Regions from separate parts of the Mus musculus genome. Here regions 1 and 2 are each linked to region 3. The links are chromatin contacts, called in public promoter capture Hi-C maps. All regions are on one chromosome and are shown on one strand. The core of a region is the stretch at or near the end of the contact, and the rest is flanking DNA. Distances in the headings are between cores, read along the strand shown.

What was found. Promoter capture Hi-C pulls out the DNA fragments that hold promoters and counts their contacts.
Region 1: a promoter capture Hi-C map of liver shows a contact between it and region 3, with 4 times the contacts expected there. The contact joins the enhancer-like site here to the promoter of Tmem247 in region 3. A contact is called at or near these places in 7 of 39 promoter capture datasets (the 3T3-L1 cell line, the HPC-7 cell line, embryonic stem cells and 3 more), 3 of 115 datasets of contacts at active chromatin or transcription factors (astrocytes, embryonic stem cells and stem cell-derived neural progenitor cells) and 2 of 9 other capture datasets (embryonic stem cells and liver).
Region 2: a promoter capture Hi-C map of liver shows a contact between it and region 3, with 4 times the contacts expected there. The contact joins the enhancer-like site here to the promoter of Tmem247 in region 3. A contact is called at or near these places in 5 of 39 promoter capture datasets (the 3T3-L1 cell line, the C10 cell line, hippocampal neurons and 2 more), 4 of 484 Hi-C or Micro-C datasets (the G1E-ER4 cell line, the N1E-115 cell line, myocytes and 1 more) and 4 of 115 datasets of contacts at active chromatin or transcription factors (the HPC-7 cell line, bone marrow-derived macrophages, large pre-B cells and 1 more).

Annotation. Positions count from the first base shown.
Region 1 is chr17:86,327,911-86,331,105 of GRCm38.p6, reverse strand. All of the region lies in intron 1 of Prkce (protein kinase C, epsilon), which reads right to left. Among named protein-coding and RNA genes, the nearest start is that of 2010106C02Rik, 42 kb to the right of the region's middle. Within about 2 kb of position 1,680, at least 71 of the 459 cell types and tissues checked have an H3K27ac peak or open chromatin away from gene starts, as enhancers often do. A contact at or near this core is called in liver, where this site is marked.
Region 2 is chr17:86,299,957-86,303,112 of GRCm38.p6, reverse strand. All of the region lies in intron 1 of Prkce (protein kinase C, epsilon), which reads right to left. Among named protein-coding and RNA genes, the nearest start is that of 2010106C02Rik, 14 kb to the right of the region's middle. Within about 2 kb of position 1,677, at least 188 of the 459 cell types and tissues checked have an H3K27ac peak or open chromatin away from gene starts, as enhancers often do. A contact at or near this core is called in the G1E-ER4 cell line, the HPC-7 cell line, the N1E-115 cell line and 3 more, where this site is marked.
Region 3 is chr17:86,915,872-86,919,008 of GRCm38.p6, reverse strand. Tmem247 (transmembrane protein 247) reads right to left here and starts at 1,661. Exons shown (of 3, transcript NM_030104.1): 1 at 1,428-1,661; 2 at 423-758. The coding sequence starts at 1,544.

The DNA.
Region 1 (3,195 bases), core at 431-2,930, 590 kb after region 3:
TTATTCTGCTGCTGAGCTCATGTGTTGCATCCAAGGCTCCCTCTGCACCCCTAAAGCTGGGCGTCACTTCCAGCCCCACTAGAAGCTTACACAGGAGCATCCCACCCTCCAGATCCACACAGCCGGAGGAAGGCTGTGCAGGAGCACGGTCCAGCATCATCCTGATGTGATTGTTTCCTCCTCTTCTTGTCTCCCTGGTGCCTGGCTGTTGTTCTTTATTTAATCCAGACAGCTACGCTGAAGCTTTATGGGGAAAATGAATTACGACCTGCCGCCTCCAACCCCACATCCCCGTGGCTCTCAAAGCTTCAGCTGGTGGCTCTCGAGGCTGTGAGTCAAACTGTTCCCCAGCTATAGCATGTCATGCGGAGCCTGCCTCAGTCCTTTAACCTCCCACATCCCGGCTGTGCTGTGTCTGTACTGCCTTCTTGTCACCTGGACTCTCATCCCAGACCCAGGAATGAGAAAAACCACACCCTGGCAACCAGCTAGTGAGCGTGTGTGTGTGTGTGTGTGTGTGTGTGTGTGTGTGTGTGTGTGTGTGGAGAGAGAGAGAGAACAATGCCTGAAACCACACACGGCCAACCAGCTAGCACTCATGTGTGTGTCTGTGTGTGTGTATGTGGCGGGGGAGGGGAGAGAGAGAGAGAGAGAGAGAGAGAGAAGAGCACCATTCCTGAAACCACAGACTTGGAGGAACACACTGGCCACTCAGCTCTGCGGCTAAAGTCACAGAGGACAACGTGTCCTCTTGGATCCATGCTACAGACCTTGAACCATGAAAAGCAGTGTCCACTGGAGCCCATCAGGGGTGGGGGTGGGATGCGGTGAGGAGGTGATTTTCTGAGCTAGGTGAATTCTCAAGGGAAACAGACATACACATAATATAACAGTGTGGACATGGGAGCTGGCGGGGCTGTCCTCAAGGCCCAACCTAGCTGTGTGACCTTAACGAGGTCCATTGTTCTTTTCACGCCTTTTTCTATATCTGTAAATTCATACCTCACAGGCATTGCTGCCTGACTCTGTTTACATAAAGTATATAGGATTATGCATCCTAGAGCGAATGCTCACACTGGCTGTTATTCAAACTCCTCCCCCTTCGCTTTGCTTAGGCAGGAGCTTTGCTCTCAACACAGACCTCCTTGAAGTCACTCTGCCTCCCTCCCTTCCGACCTGTGCCTTCCACATTTCCATCAGCAAACTCCCTGCTCCTGCTCCCTCCCGTATCCCAGCCATCAGACCAACTGAAGCGCCTGAGATCTTCCTCAGCACTCAGCCCAGCTTCTCCCAAGCTACCGGAAACCCCTGGTAGCCAAGGCAAGAATGCTGACACACGTTTTTATCATTAGACATGTTTTGGAAACATGCGTGGTGAGCACTGAGGCTGGGCAAAGGAGCAAACAATGAATTAAAGAGATCAAAACCAGGTCTCCACCTCCTCACATTAAGATTACAGTGGCCGTTCTCCACTGGAACCAGCAGCTTTATCGGGAGGTTTTACTGCTCTGAATGTAAACTGCTGACTTCAGATGCCTTTCTCCTCCCCCCCCTACCCCCCCCAAAGAGCTAAGGCAGATGGGAGGACCTGAAAATGAAAGAAGGTGCAGGGCTCAGTCCTCGAGTGAGTGAGTGAGTGAGCGAGCGAGTGTCAGAGGAACCTTCCGGATATTCTTGTTTACTTTGGAGAGACTCACTCAGTAGCGGCTTGACCCTTCCTAAGCCAGCACTGGTGTGACTGAGATGTGGGACCATTTACTCTTTCTTTTTGAAATCCCCTGGTGGGGTATTAATATCGTACATGTTACCTTATGGCTCAGATGAAAGTTAACTTTCAGATCCAGGGGGGACTGGGTGGTGGGTGCAGACAGTCCGTTCATCCTCTGAAGTCAAAAATGAAAGAGATCTCCAAGAGGGCGAGGCTGATTTTCATTTACAGCTTCAATCACAAATATGTGGAAGCTACATTTTTGATGTAACAAAACAAGTCCCCGTGGATGCTTTCCCCCACCCCCCACTGCCCCAAAAGCAGAATTTAAATGTCTTTTCTGTGGTACCTAATGAATTTTACCCCACAGGGAAGTAGATGATGCAAATGACGATGGAACTCTTACTGCAGGGGAGGAATTAAGTCAGAGAATCCCAAACATACCATCGTTGTTTTCCTCTTGTAATATTCTAAGGACCAAAGCATTTAAAACTGCCCAGAAAGAGAACTCCCTGGACAGACAGCCGAGGATGGATGCAGCCCTGCCTCTAACAAGTCCAGACCCCAAAAAAGCAGGCAAGAAGCTTGCTCCTCTGCTCAGGGAGGGGGGAGGCAGGCAGAAGGGAGGCCAGGCCTGCCAGAAACAGCAGGACCATATCCCCCCCACTGGCTCCTCTGTTCACAGAAGGACATCAGACAGGCCATCCAAACCAGTGAGCCTCCACATCAGCACAGTGTGAAAGTTATCTGAGGATCTGAGAGTCGGTGGTCAACAAACGGTAAAGCTCTGTTGTTGCATACACATAAACCAAGAACTCCACTGAGAGGTTTCTTATTGCTACTGTAATAACCTATGAGGTTGTGAGTGGAACTGTTAAGGGGTGCCAGTCTCCCTCTAATGGGGGCATGGTCCTAACTTAAACACACACACACATACACACACACTGTCTATTTCTTATCATTGAGTCTTGTATGTATGTTGCATATAATGTATATGTTCACATATGACATACATGTAGGAGGCCAGAAGTTGATGCTTAGTGTTGTCATCATTAATCATTCTCTACCTTATTTTTCCCATTCATTCATTCATTCATTCATTCACTTTACATCTCGGTCGCTGCTCCCACGTCATACTGATCTCCCCTCATACAGTCCCCCCTCCCCTCTCTTCTCCTCTGAAAGGGTGGAGGCCCCCACTGGGTTTCCCCTAACCCTGGAACATCAGGTCTCTGCAGAGCTGGGCATATCCTCTCCTTACTGAGGCCAGACAACGCTGCTCAGTTAGGAGAAGGGGATCCACAGGACATCCCAAGGGCAAGCACCAGTCCCTGACACTATTAATGACACTCTGTGACACTTGCAGACAGAAGACTAGCAGAACTGTCCTCTGAGAAGCTCCACCCAGCAGCTGACTGACTCAGATGCAGAGACCCACAGCCAAACACTAAACCCAGCTCAGAGAGTCTTACGGGAAGACAGGGGGG
Region 2 (3,156 bases), core at 428-2,927, 620 kb after region 3:
AGCAGCCATTGGGTCACATAGAATACTTGAATAGATACATCCTACAACCCTTGAAAACCTCCTCTGTGCCCTGATAACAGAGCTAAAAATACCACGGGCCCTACTAGTGGATTGGAGATTCCAAGTCAGAGGCAGGACCACGTGTGTGTGTGTTTTCCGCACATCCTGAAGATTTCCTTATGTGTCTCACATCCTCCTCCCCCGACCGACGGACCGACCAACCGACCGGGTGTCACCACTGCAATGCTGAGACATCCTGGTTACTACACCTCATTCAACTGCATAGCTAATCTGAGTTTGAAGAGTGTGCTCGTGGGTATCTCTCTTGTTACCTGCCCCTCCTGTAAATCCATGAGCCCCTGAGTAGGAGACCACTTGGCCCTACAGCTCACGCTCAACTTCCCCTGGGGCCCAAAAGGCTCTGTTCCACCATGTAGCCAACCTTGCCCGTTGCTTTCGCCTGGCCTAGAGTCCCTGGCTGACGTCTGCTTGCTCTCGTTCTCTTCCCCGCTCTGCCTCTCACTATGTTTTGATTTTGCTGGTCACTCTGCTCTCTAAGTCCATCCAAGCACCACACTAGGTGCAATTACCGAGCGTGCCCAGAGCTGCATTAGGCTAAGTTCTGAAACCCGGGCTGTGGTCCAAGCTCATGAGCTCATGGCAGAGGCTCAGTGCTCCCCAGCGGGGCCTTCATAGAAGCCTGGTTTCTCCCAGCTTGGAGAACAGTACTTCGGTTTTATAGGGCCTACTGTAGCTGTTCCTACAGTCACCAGCAGAAAAATGTCCCTTGGTCTCTACTCTGTGTGCAGTTTCCAAACCTATGGGTCATCCAGTCGGGTGGTTCACCTACGGAATCTGGACTCTGGGGGGAGGAGAGGAGCTAGCAGCTCCTGAGTCTGGGATTACAGTGTGAGCTGCTCCATTCCGTTGGAAATCTGAACTTGAACCAAAGCCTCCGGTGACTCACTGGGAGAGGGTGAGAAATCCTAGCTTTACAGCACACAGTAGGTTTTGGAACGAGGCTGACCTAGTTCTGTATGGTTTTACACAAGCTATACTGTGCAGTCTCCCCATCTGTAAAATGGGACCATTGCGCACTGAGGTTTCTACAGGACTATATGCTCTCCGTCAAGCTTAGTATAACAGTGACTTCTCTTCTTTGGCTGTGCATTTCCAAAGACTGTCAATTCATGTAATAAGGCACATGTAAAGTAAAAAACAAAAACAAAACAGGGCTATTGACAGCGGCTACCTTGGGTTGCAGCTGTAATTCAGAGACAACGTATTCGCCGAGCATGCACATGGTCCAATCCTCAACACAGTTCTGCAAACTCGCTCGCTAGCTAAGTCAATCACAATTAATTAAAAATAATGGCTCCTATAGACATTATTGAGAGGATCGGCATCCACAGGATAGACTCTGTGGCAAATGCCCAGGAAGGTTGGCTGCTGCTGTATCATAACAACCTTAGCCACTCATCGCCTTGCTCTACCTTCTCACACACAGAGCAGCCGGTCTCCCAACAGAACCTCAGGGCTGACGCCTGTCCCCGCACCTCAGAAATGGGACCCGGCTGCGTCAGGACTGCTTGTCTGGTTGCAGCGAGCTAGGCAGTGTGCAGATGGAGCCTAAAGATAAAATGGCTGAGAGCAGACACCAGAAAAGGAGTGGGAGGGCCCAGAAACGGAAGTCGGGGTAGAGAATATAAACTTCACTGATGTCACAGTTTTCTTGGAACCCCGTGGAGGAGGCTGCTAAATAGCAACTGCCGCTTGAACTGTCTCATTACTGTAACTCCTCCTGGAGTCCAGGGACACGTTCTCCTGGGTGTCCAAGCTAGGCATAACAGGAAATGCTGGAGAACACGGCACCATGCACAGGAACCCAGACCGCAAGGGGGGGGGGGGAAAGCACAGGACATATAGAAAACAGCAGAAGACGGAACTCAAGGTCCCCACGACATTGCTAACGAACGCCATGCAAAGATCTCAGGATGTGTCTGTGCAAGGCACAGGTGCTGCCTGGCAACCAGGAGATAACTAACCATCCCTCTATGCCTCGCAGGGCTGTAAGATGAGTGTTCCTCAAGAGACACAAGGAGGCTTGGCTGCTTCCTGCTGCCAGTAGATCCCTAGAAGGTGTTGGGTCACTGTTGGTGGGTAAGGGAGAGGCTTCAAGGCAGCCTCCAGATCCTTTGTCTCTACTTCGCTCCAGCAGGCACCGGGCACTGCTTTCCAGCTGTCCGCTGCTGCACGGAAGGCAGAGGTCAGAGCGTGGCTTCCTGGAGGAACCACACATCTGCTGCACTTCCTAGGATGGACTGAGTGCTCTCTGGGCCACCACAGATCTCCCCAGCTCCCCACCACAGATCCCCTGGACCTGATCCTATCACTTAATGCCCCGACTCTGAGAGCAACCATCCTCATTAGTTTGGGAAATCAAACTAAGAGCTACACATAATGTCCACACAATTTTAAATGACAGGATTAGTTTTGTTTTCTGTTTCCCTGTAAAACCCACCCCTGTCGGTCCCACCCTGCCTCCCCCCAAGTGTTTCCTACCCTGTCAGCTTTCTCAAATCTTGGACAGCATATACTTTCAGCTTACTGTTCTTCTTTCTTAGGGAGTGTTAATTTTTGTTGTTGTTTTATGTTTTTGAGGCAATAAACAATAAAGTCTTAGCTGGCCCTAGAACTTACTATGTAGATCAAACTGACTTTGAATCAGAGTGATCCATCTGCTTCTGCCCCTCTGCCCCTCTGCCAACCCTCTGCCCCTCTGCCAACCCTCTGCCCCTCTGCCCCTCTGCCCCTCTGCCCCTCTGCCCCTCTGCTCCTCTGACCCTCTGCCTCTCTGTCTCTCCTCTACCTCTCTGCCCCTCTGCCTCTGTTGGGATGAAAGGTGTGCACCTCCATGCTTGGCTACATAGTGTTAATTAAAAAAAAAATGTGTTACTACCTGGGGAAACTAGTATTACTAGCCATAAATATTTTTTTGCTACAATAAAACCAAAACAATATTATTGTGAGGCTGTCTCCTTTTGTTTAAAAAGGGAGATTAGTGAGTGTTAAAGGTTAATGGTGCTGAAGCCCCAAGTTGCGTGTTTCTCCCTGATGTTATCAGAAGATTGAATGAAAACAAAAGAAATAGAGGGA
Region 3 (3,137 bases), core at 412-2,911:
AGCAACCACATGATGGCTCACAACCACCTACAATCTGGTGCCCTCTCCTGGCATGCAAGTGTACATGCAGGCAGAACACAGATTTATATATAATAAATCTTAAAATAACTTTTTAAAAACAGTGGCGGAAAGCCTGTCATAGTATGAGTATTGGACACGAAGAGACCATCAAAAGGGATTCTGGGTAGAGGATGTGGTTTCAGGATATCTTCTACTCTCAACTCTCTTTAGAGGCTTGAATCTAACATAGCAGGGAAGCTAATCACAGGGGCAGTGGTCTCAGGCCATCCTGCAAACCGATCCAGGCACCAGTGGGTAGAGGCAGCTACATGATGCTCACCACCTCTCAGCCAGACCTGGGACCAGCAGACAAGATGCATAGCCAAGCCAGTACAGCCACAGCCCAGAGCCCACTCTGCTACCTGGTGAGGCAAAGCCTGCTGCTGCTGCTGCTGCTGTTGCAGCTGCTCCATCACTTCCTCATGCTGCCTCTGCCGCTCGTTCTCCTGGTGCAGGTACTTGAGGAGCGTCAGTTCAAACTCCATGCGCACCTTCTCCAGCTCCATCGCGTTGCGGTGTTCTGTCTCCAGGGGCAGGGGCAGCTCTACGGACTCCAGTCCAGGTCCATCGCCAGCCTGACCCTTGGCGTTTGGGCCGGACTTTGGAGGCAATGACCTAGGGGGCCCCGGACAATCTCTGTCCTCACAGATCCCGTTCTCTTCCAGGGTAGGCAGTTCTAGTTTGGGGACTTCTGCATCCTGGGATGGAGAAGAAGTGGGGTGATAATGGGGGAGTCAGTGTGGGGCTCCCTACAACCACACCCTCTGCTCCGAGCTTCAGGAGCCTGGGGTGTGTTGCAAAGACTACCTAGACGGGGTGTTTGCTAGAAGTGTATATAACAGGGGAAGGTGAACTCCCATGAAGGGCGAGTGCCCAAAAGTTGTGAGGCATTGGTGGATCAGGAAGGTGTCTGCTCAGGTCTACTCTTTATCACCCTGGAGGTCATTTTCCCATCCCCCACCCTTCACCTAACTGTCAGACAACAGATCTTTCAGGAGCTCCAGAGTGAGGAAGAAGCCCAGGTGTTGAAAGAACCAAGCAACACATATATATGTATATGTTTGTTTGTGTGTGTGTGTGTGTGTGTGTGTGTGTGTGTGTGTGTGTGTGTGTGTGTGTCCTGTCCACAGAGGGAAGTAAGGGCCTCAAATGAGAGACAGAGACAAAGTTTCACTCAACCTTACAATCCTGTAAAGTTTTTCTGGTTCCCGGTGTCAGCTGGGAACCAGTTATAGGGATATAGGGGACACTGTTCTTCTTGTCAACTGAATCTTCTAGCACATGTGAGCAGACTCTAAGGCTTAGAGCCCCTTACCCCTGACCCCCAGTGGGATGGATGGGGCAAATCAAGAGAGGGGTCCTCTTACCAAAGAGGCCTTTGGCTTGCCTTCAGGCATGCTGTCAACAGGGGCCACCTTGGAGAGTGTGGGGCAGCTTTCTCCTGCCCCTCGGGCTTCCATCACCTCCCTGTCCTCCATCGCCATCCAGATAACCACCGTGCTGCGGACCAGGGCCACAGGACATCTTTTAAGACAATACCATTTGGCTTCACCAGGTTCTGACCACCATCACAATCCCTATCCTCATAATGGCCACATTCCAGTTGCCAGGGCACTTTTGGGAGAGGCTGTGACACCTTTGAGGAGTCTTGGTGAGGACAGAAGGTGGAGGGGCAGCAACATAGTTCAGCGGTGTGGACACCTGCGGCAAGTCTGAGAACCCGAATTTAATCCCCGAGGCTTACACGGTAGAAAAAGAGAACTGATTGCCCACACGCACGCTGTGGTGTGTGTGTGTACAGCACACACCTCCAAATAAATATATGTAATAAAAAAATTACCCCCAGTGAAGGCTGGGCTCTTACCCACAGGGCTTCGTGAATACCAGAGCGCCTCCTAATGGTGCCGGAATCCAACTGTGGAAACCCATTCTCCTGGGCTCTCCTTTAAATAGAGTGAGTTTATGTTGGGGTGAGTTTGTTTCCTCTCCCGACCTTAAAGTCTTACCCCAATGCCTCAGAATGTAGCTGTATTTGAAGGTGGGATCTTGATGGAAATGACCGCCTTGAAATGATGTCACGACAACAGTCTGAATCCAATGTGACGAGTGTCTTTAGCAGAGGGCAGCAATGAGCCAGAGGGAAGACGGTGCCGACACAGCGCGACAAACCTTGGGCTGGTTCCCCTGGGGAAACAGAGTGACAGGTGACAGGAAAGAAACGTGGGAATCAGCTCGAGAGGTTATAGAGGTGAAAAAGCCCACAGTCTCATTCTCCGTTCTATCTTGGTTTACTGAAGATCTCGGTGGACGAGGCCCACTCACACTGGGTGGGAGTCTGCTTTTCTTACTCCGTTTCCTGCAAGGTTAATGTCTTCTAAAAACACCTTCAGAAATAGACCTATAAATTACGGCCATTCAGCCGACGAAGCACCCTAGGGTTGGCCCAAGTCATGTTGAGCGCACAGCGAATGACTACAGGCTGGATCAGAGCCTCTGTCTCCGCGTTGTAAAAGACTGCTGCTGCTTTCATCCTAATGCCTAGCCTTCCGAACACCGACTGTCAGCATCAGCTGGTTGAGCCACCCGATCCAAGAAATCCTCTCCCTGGGGAAGGAGTATGACCTGACCTGCAAATCCCAGGAAGAGTGTGTAGTGGAGGAGAGGATGCCGGGAGACCGGAAGTAGACTTTGTCTTCTTTGGGTTTATAAAAACACACTTAACAAAACCCTTTCAATAGATGGAGTCAGGGTCACAGTGTGGAAGGAGAGCATGCTACATTTGAGTCCGGACTCGGTTGTTATTATCAGCTGTGTGACCAAGAGAATTGTTCTATGAATCTGATGTTTCGTGCCTTCACTTATGGATGGGAAAAGTGAGAAAGACAACTCACTACAGTGCAGTACTAACAAAGGAAATGATGTATTCCATACAGGACTAAGGAATGATTGCCACCACAATTAGTGTAATAATGGTGGTGGTGGTGATGGTGATGATGGTGGTGGTGGTGATGATGATGATGAAGATGATGGTGCTGGGACTTTGCTATGGCGTGAAATAGAATTCAAATCTACCCTTT